Linked DNA regions of Oryctolagus cuniculus: region 1 is linked to region 2. A link is a contact called in public Micro-C data. All regions are on one chromosome and are shown on one strand. Each heading gives the region's core, a stretch centred on a gene start, on an enhancer-like site or on the middle of the called end of the contact. The rest is flanking DNA. Distances are from core to core; before and after follow the strand shown. Region 1 overlaps WWTR1 (WW domain containing transcription regulator 1). Region 2 holds the start of WWTR1 (WW domain containing transcription regulator 1).

Region 1 (6,354 bases), core at 1,682-4,181, 130 kb after region 2:
CACAACAGCCTGGAGTCCAGAGCCCCATCAGGTGTCCTGCATGGGTGGCGGAGGCTCAAGCACTCGGGCCATCTTCTGCCTTCCTAGGCACATTAACAGAGAGCTGGATCAGAAGCAGAGCAGCCAGGACTGGAACTGGTGCTCTTGATATGGGATTCCTGTGTTGCAGGTGGCAGCTCAGCTGACTGTACCACAAAGATGGCCCCAGAAGTCACCCACTTGGCAGTGTCCTGATGGTCCCTTGTTGTTGAGGACTGGTACCGGGCCACGTCTTTGTGCAGGGTCTCTCTCTTTTTTTTTGAAACAACATATTGCATGTGATAAATGTGTACAATTTTGTCAATTTAAAAATATAAATAGATAGTAAAATAAAAACACCCCTTTGAAAAATGTTATGAATTGAACTAGTTTTAAAGTGGAGATCCATCAATGAAATACAGCTTATTTCTGTTGTTAACAAGATCACTTAAGTAGGGAGAAATATTCCATTTCAAATTCACTTAGTACTTTTTAAGTTTTATTTATTTGTTTTTATTTGGAAGGCAGAGAGAGAGAGAGAGATCTTCCATCTGCTGGGTCACTCCCCAAATGGCCACAACAACCGTGATGGGGTCAGGCCAAAGCTGGGAGCCTAGAACTCCATCTGGTTCACCCAGTGGGTTGCTGGGACTCACATACTTGAGCCATCACCTGCTGCCTCCCAGGCTTTGCACTGACAGGAAGTGGGAGCGGAAACAGACCTGGTCTTGGGCCCAGGCACTCTGATACAGGGTGTGGGCTCCCCGAGCAAGCCGCTGTGCAACAATGCCTGCACCTGGCAGTATTTATATAAGAGTGTATCTACATTATCATGTGTTCTTAATGTGATTGTAAAACAGAGACAGAGTGTATGCAGCACAACATTGTTAAATACACCAGGAGTGAAAAGAGCAGCAGACAGGCGGTGGGTATTAGCTATGGCCTCACCTCGTATCCTCCCCAGAGTATCCGAGTTTTGACTGCTCTTTTACAGCGAGAGGCTGGCAGCTGAGTGTGTGTGAGGAGGTAATCAGGAGAGAGAGGCTCCCTGAAATAGGACCCTGAATTTCTAGAATCCCTTGGCTCAGAGTGAAAGAGATGTGTGTGGGGGAAGGTTTTCCTTCTGTAGAGATGGTAGATCATTCTTTTTTTTTTTTTTTTAAGATTTATTTATTTATTTGAAAGAGTTATACACAGAGAGAAGGAGAGGCAGAGAGAGAGAGAGAGAGAGAGAGGTCTTCGATCCGCTGGTTCACTCCCCATTTGGCCACAATGGCTGCAACTGAGCTGATCCAAAGCCAAGAGCCAGGAGCTTCCTCTGGGTCTCCCACTTGGGTGCAGGGACCCAAGGACTTGGGCCATCTTCTACTGCTTTCCCAGGCAATAGCAGAGAACTGGATCAGAAGTGGAGCAGCCAGGCCTCGAACCTGCGCCCATATGGGATGTCTGCACTGCAGATGGCAGCTTTACCTGCTATGCCACAGCGCTGGCCCCAAGGTAGATCATTCTGTGTTCAGCCTCTGAAGTTCCTTGGGGATTTGAGAGAGAGAGAGAGAGAGAGAGAGCGAGTGCAGCCACTATGCTGCACCAGAATAACTCTTGCAACGTTAGGATTTGGAAGCATTGTCTTTATTTTTTCCTTTTCTTCTGTTTCTGCTCACTCCACCCTTTGTAATGAAAACAATCCAGCCTCCCATTTTTGTCCACTCCCTGGCCACACGCACTGCACCGGCACCCCTGAAGAGGCGATTGTCATGTGCCTCCCTTTGAAGTCCTTCCCGGGGAGGGCAGGGGCCTGCTGGCAACCAGAGGGGCTCCCTCAGCCAAGGCCAGCAGGGCTGCGGCAGGCTCCACTGCTGCCACTGCCTCTCTCACCTCCTCTGTTGGTTTCTTCCTCAGGCCAGCTGCAGGCCCCGGGGGGAACTGGGAGGAAGGGAGGTCTGGGGACTGCTTCCAGAGACACCTTCGCCCACAATCAGCGTTTGTCTGTCACATGCGCCACCCTGTCCTGCTTACACACCGGCCAGAGCCCCAGCCCCTAGGAGAAGGCGTTCTCTTTTTTGAGCCACACAGACGACCACAGACTCGTGGAGATCCTCCAGGCCTTATTTGGCAATGGTCTTTCCATCCCCAGCTTGGACAGAGAGAAAACAGAAAGCTGGGGAGCGAGGAAGGGTTGGGGTGGTGCCTTTGCAGATCCTCCTGAGGCCGGCCTGTAAAATCGGCATTTATGACCGTGCGTGTTGCACGGGGAGGTCCCAGGGCGCCGGCTCCACCCATGTCCGTTGAGAAGTACAATAGACTGCGTCCGGGCAGTGTGCTTCCACGCCGAGCAGGACAGTTAACCAGGCCGCTTCCTCCGACTCCCTCTGCACGGCCTGCGGGAAACAGTGTGCTGTTTCCATTTTAGAGCTGGGGAAGCAGGCCAGAGAAACGGAGTCAGTTGCCCAAGCCTCGCAGCCTGAAAGTAGGTGAAAGGGCTGCGAACGTGAGGCCTGCCAGCGTCAACCTCCCTGGCTGTCTTCTTTCTGCCGCACTGATTGTGGTGGTTATGGGAGCAGACACACGGGCCAGACGGCCTGGATTTAGATCCTGGCTCCCCCAGCACCACCGGTTAGCTGAGGGATCGTGGGGAAGTTGCTCTGTCTCTCTGGTCCTTACTTTCTTCATCTGGAAAATGGAGACAGTGGAGTTGTCATGGGAATGGAATGAAATAGAATGTGCAAGTACGTGACGCCTCTACCTCCCAATGTGTTGAACATTATGAGTAGCTCATTCTCTAGACAGCTTCGCTGTGCCGTGTTCTTTACGAGCTTTCTAATCTTTAAAAGATAGCGCTTACAAGCCATCTTTTTCCCAGATGAACAAATTATCAAGGAAGCTTAAGACTGTAGCCCAGAATGCCACAGCTATATAAATACTGAACTGGGATTTGAACTCCTGTCTTTCTGATTCCAAAGACAGTTCATCTCCTGCCCTGGACATATCTAGCAGCATTGCAACCTTAACTACTGCTTGAGACTTCCAGTGGCCGATATCCCAGACAAGTGAGAGGCAGCCAGTTCCCCCACTGAACTGACTACAAACCAGAAAGACCTTCCTGTCTGCCTCGAATCTGGGATAGACGACCTCTTCCTTTGCTCATGTGAGAGTGCATGCTGTGCCCCTGGAGTCCTCTGCGCTGGTGAAATAATCCCCCACTTCGTCCTAGGCTGTTGGCCCCTTGTCCCCTGCCCATCCTGACTGCTGTGCTTTGCACGTTCTTTGAAAAGACTTCAGTACAACGTTGGACAGAGACTGGGAGCAGCCTTGCACAGCTGTGTTGGCTGGAGGTAGGGAGATGAGTGGGAATATCTCAAGAAGCAGTGATGTCCTGCCTGCCACTCAGATGGAAAGGAGTCTTGATGCATGGAGATGCCTGGGAGATGGATCTTTGACTCCATTATTTGTGAAGGTCTGATGCCACTACTAGAATCCTCCATGAGGTCAGCGCGCTGTCTGCCTTGTCAACTGCCGAATAGTTACTGCTAAGGACAGTACCTGGAACGTGGTAGGCTCAGTAGTATTTTAAATGCAGGTGCAAATGAATGAATGATTTTGGGGGCTGAGGGAGATGTAGTTGACTCAGATTTTGAGCATGGTTGGGTGGTAGTGATGGCATAAAGAGAAAGCTTGAACTTAGTACGAGATCCTGCTTTGGGACCAGACGGAGTTTCAGACACCAGCTGGACACGTTCAGTTAGGAGTTTAGGGCTAGGAAGGTGGGAGGGAGTGACTTGGTGTGGTTGTGGTGTTCAGGGCAGGCATCCTGGATGAGGTGGTGTAACAGGAACTGGAAGGCTGGGTAAGCTCAAGGCAGAGCACCCCAGGTCCTGAGAGTCTGGCAAACTGAAGGTTTGCTCCACAGAATAGGGTGGGTGGACATGGCGGGGACACTGGAAGCATCTGTCAGTAGATGCTTCACTGGAGCAAGGATGGGAGAGGAGAGACGAAGCAGGAGGCTCAGCTGTGCCTGCAGCTTAGCGCTGATTCTCCTGCCTGCACCAGAGGAGCTGAGGTCTGGGCCCTGCACTGCCCATTCTCAGAGTCGGAGGCCTGAGTCATGGCCTCCGTGTGCCTCGCCCAGCTGTCGCCCCTCTGGCTCCACTTGAGCTTACTTAGCCCAGGGCCCGTTTTTTGTCTTTGTCTTTGCTTAGCCTGCTTTAGTGCCCTTACTGTTTTTTTTTTTTTTTTTTTTTTTTTTGACTGCTGCTTCTTGGTCTAGGTAAAGATGGGTGTTTGCCTTTTATTTGTGCCAGTGCAAGGGCATTGGATGTCATGGGGCTGTCGTGATCATTCTGGGTCTGGGCTTTAATTTTATATCTAAATTTAGTCTTCAAACAATAACAACAAAACCCAACCCTCCCGTGTGTGGCTGGGGACGTCTTGGTGAGGTTAGACCTTTTGTTTCTACTCCTTGGATTTTGTATTGTTTTTGTTTTTCTCTTTCAATTCATGATCAGACATAGGGAAATGTTCCAAAAACGGCTGGAATTTTTAAAGTACTAAGCATAGGATGATTGTATTATAAAATATAAGTAAGTGAAATGAACCTGCTTCCCACACTCCATTTAATTAATATATTTATTATATTATTATATTTATTTTAGGGATAGATAGAGAGGAGAGAAAGAGAGAGAGAGAGAGAGAGAGATCTTCTATTTGTTGGTTCACTTTCTGAATGTCTGCAACCACCTAGATGGGGCCAAGTTGAAACCAGGAGCCGGGAACTCAATCTGGTATCCTGTGTGGGTGTCAAGTACCCAAGTCCTTGAGCTGTCATCTGCTGCTCCCTGGGGACTTATTAGCAGGGAGTTGCATTTAGGATCAGAGGGAGAGAATGGCAGGCCCGAGGCTGTTTTCAACAAAGGTCAGGAAGGAATGTCTCAGGAGAGAGATTTGTGGGCAACAGGCATCGAGTGAGGGAGTGAACCCAGGGGAGGTCTGGAGAGTGAGTTGCAGGCAGAGGGAGCGGTTCCAGCAGTTGGTGCTGGAAGTGGGAGGCGCAGCAAGGAGACCTGTTGATGGGAAGAGAGAAAGGGAGGGGCGGTGGGCAGGGCTGGCTGGCAGGCAGGGCTCTGGCGGCCACGGGGAGGATCCATCCTGGTGGGACACAAGGCAGATTCAGGCACGTTCAGCGCCCTCCCTGTGTTCTCCCTAGGTTTTAGTCATCTGGAGTTAGAAAGTGATCCTGTGAGCCCCCTGCAGACAGAATGTAGCGTTTCCTCTCCGCTGACTTGGAGTTGACTTCAGATCTCTTTCATCTAACAGAGAGAACAAATGTGAAACTGCACAGTGAAGTGCTTTCCCCAACATCGTGTAGACCCTTTCAGCTTTGAGTATTACTGATAGTCTCTTGACATGTATGTATATATTTAGCACTCACAGCATTATTTTTATGCTGTCTCTGTGTAGAATATTTGAAGTAGATTAATTGAAGAATAAAGGTTGGGGACAGGGGTTTAGTGTGGTGGTCAAGGCATGGATTAAGATGCCGCATCCTAGAGGCAGAGTACCTGTGTCTGATTCCCCTGCACCAGCTTCCTGCTAATGTAGGCACCAGGAGACAGAGGTGGTGGCCCACCCACATGGGAAATCTGGATTGAGTTCCTGGTTCCTGGTTCACGGCTGGCCCAGCCCCTGCCATGTGGGCATTTGGAGAGTGAATCAGTGGATAGGATCTCTGTTTGCCTGCCTCCCAGATAGATAAAAAATTTTTAAAAAGAGAATTTAGAACTATATGCTTTACATCTAGTTTCTGATTTTTTATAAGCAAAATGTTCACATTGCCTGTTGTTACAGATAATAAATAATGTATATATTTTTTAAGCTCCATGAATTCCAGAAATTATTCTTACTGTATTTAAATTCTGACCTTGGCTATCACAAATTCAGTGTACTCTTAAGACATATAGCAGTAAAATTTTGTTAGGTATAAAGAAATGCACCATCGTATTTTTTTGACAATGAAGATTATTAGCCAAAGGATCTTTTCATTTATGATTTATAAGGAACCAGAAATTACACCACTGACTGGATGTTTTCAAACTGTGCTTTGGGGTCTGAGTAAATGGGGGATTGGGGCTCATGTGCTCCATGCAGGTTCCTCGTACCAAGTTCAATTCCTTTTGTTCTTCTCTATACAAGTCATTTAGGGATGCTTGGATTGGACAGTAAGGTTTCTAATGCACACTGTTTGTCATGTAAAAACTATCAAAAATAATTCAGTTTTTCTAGATGTGTTCTGAGGGTGCTTCCAGGATTTTGAATGATGGACTAAAATCATCTTGTAAAAAA
Region 2 (6,252 bases), core at 2,735-5,234:
ATTTACCCAGTCCACTATACAACCTCCTATGAATCTGTTAATTATATGGAGCCTATACATATTATTTATTTTTAAAAACATTGTATTTATTTGAAAGACAGAATAACAGAGAGAGAGAGAGAGAGAGAGAGTGGGGGGGATGCAGAAAGATCTTCCATCTGCTGGTTCACTTCCCAAATGGCTGCAATGACTCAGCTGGTCCAGGCCAAAGCTAGGAACCTGGGAACTCCATCTGGGTCTCCCGCATGGGTGGCAGGGGCCCAAGCACTTGGGTCATCTTCTGCTGCTTTCCCAGGTGCTTTAGCTGGGAGCTGGATAGGAACAAGAGCATCTGGGACTCAAACTGGTGCTCTAATGTGGGAAGCTGGTGTCAAGGCAGTTGTTTAACCTGATGCACCATAATGCTGAGACCATGTAAATATTTAATCTGAAGCTACTGTTGGAAAGGCTCGGACAAAAGCAAATCTCTTGAATCATATACTATTGCATGTTATAGGCTGCTTGGCCACTGGGGATTACCCTGTAAAAAAGACAATTTCTACTTCTGTGACTACTCCTTTGCCCTCTACTATCTACTTCTTGCAGTGTGGCAAGGTATAAAGACTGAAGCCTTGCCCATGCAATCCCAACTGATTCTCACCTTCCTGGAGCAGGGCTGGCCTCAAGTTTCCATCTTTAATCAAGGCAGCCTCTGGGGCTGATGCTGTGATGTAGCAGGTCAAGCCACTGCCTGCAGCGCCGGCATCCCCTATGGGCGCTGATTCAAGTCCAGGCAGCTCCACTTCCAATCCAGCTCTCTGCTACCGTGCTTGGGAAAGCAGTGGAAGATGGCCCAAGCATTTGGGGCCCTGCACCCATGTGGAAGACCCAGAAAAAGCTCCTGGCTCCTGGCTTCAGATAGGCCCAGCTCCAGCCTTTGTGGCCATTTGGGGAGTGACCCAGTGGATGGAAGACCTCTCTCTCTCTAACTCTGCCTTTCAAATAAATAAATAAATCATTTTTAAAAAAATCAAGGCAGCCTTGAGACTTCTGAATTAGTAACCATTCAGTCCTGGCCACTTCCTCTAGTTGCATAGCTTGCAGATTCTGCTTTCCGTGGCGTGACCTGGAGTGGCACCCCCTTCCCTCTGCTAGTCCTGGAAGAAGAGACCTTGCTGCAAGGAAAACACTCCAGTCCAGAGGCTTCTCCTGGAAGGCTTCTTTGAAGGTGCTCCCCGTGCCTGCCTTCATCTGTGACAGCCCTGACTTCTCCTGGTCTGTGAGAAACTGAATCAGAGCACAACTCCAAGCACAAACAAGGGGGACGTGACCCCTGCTCAGGATGCAACCCTTCAGGCAATGGCTCCCAAATGCTCCCACCTTTCCCAAGGCAAATCTAGGGGTGACCTTGTTTTTCCCTTTAACTCTTCTCCTTCAAGGCAACCCCAGAGTTTAATTTGGACTTTATTTCATTCTTTTAAAAAGATTTTATTTGCACAATGCAGGCCATGAGCAACGCGCAGCTATAGTCTGGGTGCACAACGGGCCGTGACCCTCTGCCTGTCCCTGGTCCTACCCATGTGACCAGTGAAGTTCATCCATGACAGCGGCGGCCGCGGGTGGAGCAGCAGGGTCTGCAGCTGACCCCTACACGTGTCCCCGAGGCTCTGAGGAAGAATGGCAGCTGTGGGCAGCCTGCTTGGGTAAGCACGGCCGTCCAGGCCCCTGGAGTACCATCAGGAGAGGGCTGCATCATCACCCTTATGCCTTGGTCACCTCCGTGGCCTCTTCCTGGCTATGAGGTCAGAGCTGCCCAGCCACGGCCTGGATCTTCTTCATGAGCCTGGAGGCATATCCCTCCCCTAGAATGTGTCACCAAGCTGTCAGGTTCCTGCGGCTGGGCAGTTCTCTGTCATGGCTGACGGGTACCAGCCGGCACTGCCTGCCCAACACCATCATGTTTGTGTGCAGCCTGCTGTGGCAGACTGCCATAAAGACGGCTGTCCCCAAGCCCCGCTGCCTGCACGCGTCCCCCTGGTGGGCTCACAGCAGCAGAGCCTCTCTCACTGGCCTACCCGCGCGCCTCTACCCCTCTACCGGGTGCTGCTGGTCAAGCAAGATGGCTCCACCATTCACATCTGCTGCAGGGAGCCACGGTGCATGCTGGTGATGCCCCTGGACCTGGACACCCTGTCTGCCAAGCAGCGCCGGGCCTGGCTCCACAAGCTTGGGGCTCAGCTCCCACCCAAGGAGGAGGACTCAGAGCTGGCCGACGACTTTGACACGGAGCATTACAGATGGGTTTGGAACAGGAAGTGAAACGTGACTTATGGCTGTCTGCTGATGTGATGAGGACTGCGGGGATGTCTGTACATGTGATGCATTCGCAAGCCAAAAAAAAATTTATTTATTTATTTATTTGAGAGGTAGAGTTACAGACAGAGAGGGGAGACATTGAGAGAGGTCTTCCATCTACTGGTTCACTCCCTAAACGGCCACAATAGCCAGAGCTGGGCAGATCCGAAGCCAGGAGCCAGGAGCTTTTTCTGGGTCTCCCAGGGACTTGGGCCATCTAATGCTGTCCCAGGCCAGAGCAGAGAGCTGGATTGGAAGTAGAGCAGCCGGGACTGGAACCGCGCTGCAGGCGGAAGCTTAGCCTACTATGCCACAGCGCTGACCCCCTTTATTTCACCCTTATAAAAATGTTGATGTACAATGTCTGCATGTAATACATTTTAATTTAGCAAACACTTTGGTAGCCTGCCCTCTGCTGTGCGGTGTTTTACAAATATTGCCTCATTTGATTTATTTAATAAACTTCAATCTGAATCAACAGGGTGGTGTGGGGGCTTTCTGGAATCTACCTCCCGGCCATCCTCCCGTTTTTCCGCAACGGAGAAGGGCAGGAGGGAGCGGAGGAATTAAGCCGCTCCGGAGGGCACGACCGCCTCCCACTTCCCGCAGCTGTCTGCCAGGTTTGACCTTCTTCCCCTGGCTAAGGGCAGGGGGTCTTCAGCCTTCGCGCAGATCCGTCGGTGGGAGGGTGGGTGGCTTTTTCCGGGTCACCGGCACCCCCTCTCTGCTCGCAGCCACCTGCTCGGGTTCCATGCCGGGACCTGGCTCCCTGGAGGGCGTCAAGGACATTCCAATCCTCCCACTACCGCGCGGATGTCACGGGGGGGGGGGGGGCGCAACTGCTCTCGCCTCGCAGCTCCCAGCTTTGACCCGCTTTCTTCTCGGCCCCTAGCGGCCCGGGCCAAGCCATCGAGGCAACCAAGGGTTGGTGAATGGTTTGGAGGCTGTTTGTTTACACCCCACCCGTGGGCGAAGCCGCATCTCCAGCGACAGCAGCACTCTATGGGGCACCGTCCGCGCTCTTTAGTAGACAATCGAAAGTCGAGCGGCCAAAATGCCTCCTCGCCAGACCAAATATGGTCACAAGCGCTAAGCAGCCTCCCGGGGAAAGGCTGGCCTTGTTGGAGTCTCCCCGCGCCGGGGCGTACCCCGGCCCGCCCTCGGGCAGCATCGTGGGTCAGCGCGGCGCTGCGGGTGCTCTGCAGGCCTGGGCGCCGGGCTCCAGGAGAAGGCGCAGCGCCCTGGACCGGCCCTTCCCCAGCCTGGGCCCCTCACCCGCCTGCCCTCCGCCACCCCCAGCCTGGGTTTCGGTCCACAACCCCTTGATTAAACAGGTTCGGGCCACTTTCCCTTTGATCCCGCCCCAAGTCGGTGGTAAACTAAAAGGAATGCAGATCCGGAGCTCCGCGGGAGAGGTCCGCGCGGGCCGGGAGGAGTGGGTGGGGGGCACCCGTCTCCTCTTACCCTGTGAAGTACTCAACACGCCCAGGGGTTTCTGGAGCCGGGGGTGGGAGGAGGAGGAAGAGGAGGGGCGAGCGGGGGCAGGCAGGCAGGCTCAGGACCTGCAGGTCATGCATAATTCAACAGCTCAACTTTCGGGCCCGCCTCTTTCCTGGGGGTGGGAGTTTGCTCCAAACTTTGTTTATGGGACAGTCCCGGAGCTGCTGCGGCCGCGCTGTCGGCGTCTCCTCCGCCTCCTTCTCGCCGAGAGCAAGCGCCTGAGGCCAGCTCGGGGGATGTGAGAGCCGAAGCCCCTGGGCTGCCAGGCACCGAGTCGGCTCGGTTTCTGCCAGTCGGGCCCCGGCTCCAGCTCCGCACGCGCGGGACGCAGCCGGGCGACCGAGGCCAGACGGCAAGTTCGGGCGGGACGGCGGCCGCCGCGCACTCGGGCTCGGCTTCGCTGCGCGCCCAGGTAGTGCCCGCTGGAACGCGCCCGCTTGCCCGGCACGGGTCCAGGGCGCCGGGCTCTTCTGCCTTCCGGAGTCGGGCTGGCGTGGGGTTGGCTCGGGGTGAGACTTCCCGGGGGCGGGCGGGGGCGGTGGGGGAGGTGGGCTGCAGAGGCTGCCGGCCGCGGAAAGCTGCGCCCTATCCTCTGCCACCAGCAGTGCAGCAACGTCCGCCATCCCCACCCTGAATCCCACCCCGCCCTTCCTTCTCCTATTCCCGGTAACTTCTTTGCTTCAAGAAAGTTGCATAATTCCCGAGGTCAGGAGGGACCCCTCCCCCACCCGGCCGAGCGGCTGGTATCCCGAGGCCGACACCGACCCGTCCTCTCCCTTCTCTTCCTCCCAGCCCGTCCTCCAACTCCGATAAGAGACTGACCTCCCTTCTCCCTGCAGAAGATGAATCCGGCCTCGGCGCCCCCTCCGCTCCCGCCGCCCGGGCAGCAAGTGATCCACGTCACGCAGGACCTCGACACGGACCTCAAAGCCCTCTTCAACTCTGTCATGAACCCCAAGCCCAGCTCGTGGCGGAAGAAGATCCTGCCCGAGTCCTTCTTCAAGGAGCCGGATTCGGGCTCGCACTCGCGCCAGTCCAGCACCGACTCGTCGGGCGGCCACCCGGGGCCCCGGCTGGCCGGCGGCGCCCAGCACGTCCGCTCACACTCGTCGCCCGCGTCCCTGCAGCTGGGCACCGGCGCGGGCGCCGCGGGCAGTCCCGCGCAGCAGCACGTACACCTCTGCCAGCGCTCCTACGACCTGACCGACGAGCCGCCGCTGCCCCCGGGCTGGGAGATGGCCTACACGGCCACTGGCCAGAAGTACTTCCTCAAGTAAGTCGACCCGGAGCCGAGGGGCACAGAATCCCCGCGTCCTCAGGGCCCGCGCGCTTTGTCGTGTGTGCGTGTGTGAGTGTGAGATGGTGCGTGTCCTCCCACGGATCTTGCCCCCTCCCAGCCCCCGAATCCCGAAGGCTGGATGTATGGACTGTCTGGGTGTGGACATACTTGTAAGGGACCAGGGGCAGAGCAGAATCTGGTAAGGTTCATTGGCGTTCTGGAAGAACCAAGGAGAAAACAAAATTGTGGCGGGGAAATGCTCACGGGACACGTCTGTACTTCGCCCTGAATCTGGAGGACTGAAACAGGTTCCCCCTAGCACAGAGCCTTCGCGCCTTGCGGGACGGAGGGGGATCCTGTGAGAGAGAGGCTGGGAGGCTCAGGGCGGGAGGGGCCGTTGGCTTCTAGGGGGAGCAAGCTGGGAAAGGGAGCAGCCGGGTGCAGCACCCATCAGGGTGACGTAATGACCACACAGCACAGTGATGTAATTAGCAACTGGGGTGAAGTCCCCGTGGGCTGGCCTAATCAATTGTGTGGAAATTGGGTCAGGAGTTTTATGAGGTTGCGCTGGGTCACCTAAAATACCATCACATCGGCAGCCTGCTGCTTCTGCCCTTAGCCTTGTTCCAGCCTTCTGTTACAATGGGTTGGAAGTTAGGTTCGAGTTTTCTAATTAGAGCCTACAGGAAAATACATTCTCAAACACTGGAGGTTATTGTTTCCGTTGTGGTACCCTACGATAATTACATTCCTGAGGAGAAACCAAGTTGGAACTTGAAATGTAGCTAGTGAGGTCATGGAGGGTCAGGCTAGCAAAGGCCTGGGTGGAAATGGTGCCAGCTGGGCCACTTGGTTCAGGATTGCCTGCACTTGATTGCACTCTCTGCCAGTGAGAAAAACTCCTCTTCCAGGAACTTGCCTTACAGTTCATTTAAACGCCTGTGTTCCTTTGGTGGAAGAGCTTTCGTTCAAAAGTTGTTCTAAAACATGATGGCCCACTTAAAAAATATTATTCAAGTCCTTCTTTGGCACTCATATGGGGCACTTTGATTGCCATGAGAGAACTCTATGCATGCACACACGCAGATGGGTGAGGTTTATTACAGCCAACTCTGGGGCTCAGACTGGTGACCAATTTT

What was found. A called contact is a pair of places that touch in the nucleus more often than the background predicts.
Region 1: a Micro-C map of ear pinna shows a contact between it and region 2, with 4 times the contacts expected there. The contact joins the enhancer-like site here to the promoter of WWTR1 in region 2. A contact is called at or near these places in 3 of 6 Hi-C or Micro-C datasets (ear pinna, psoas muscle and an unstated tissue).

Annotation. Positions count from the first base shown.
Region 1 is chr4:131,946,385-131,952,738 of mOryCun1.1, forward strand. All of the region lies in intron 4 of WWTR1 (WW domain containing transcription regulator 1), which reads left to right. Among named protein-coding and RNA genes, the nearest start is that of TM4SF4, 48 kb to the right of the region's middle. Within about 2 kb of position 2,932, at least 5 of the 8 cell types and tissues checked have an H3K27ac peak or open chromatin away from gene starts, as enhancers often do. A contact at or near this core is called in ear pinna, where this site is marked.
Region 2 is chr4:131,813,081-131,819,332 of mOryCun1.1, forward strand. WWTR1 (WW domain containing transcription regulator 1) reads left to right here and starts at 3,985. Exons shown (of 7, transcript XM_008266317.4): 1 at 3,985-4,246; 2 at 4,627-5,107. The coding sequence starts at 4,677.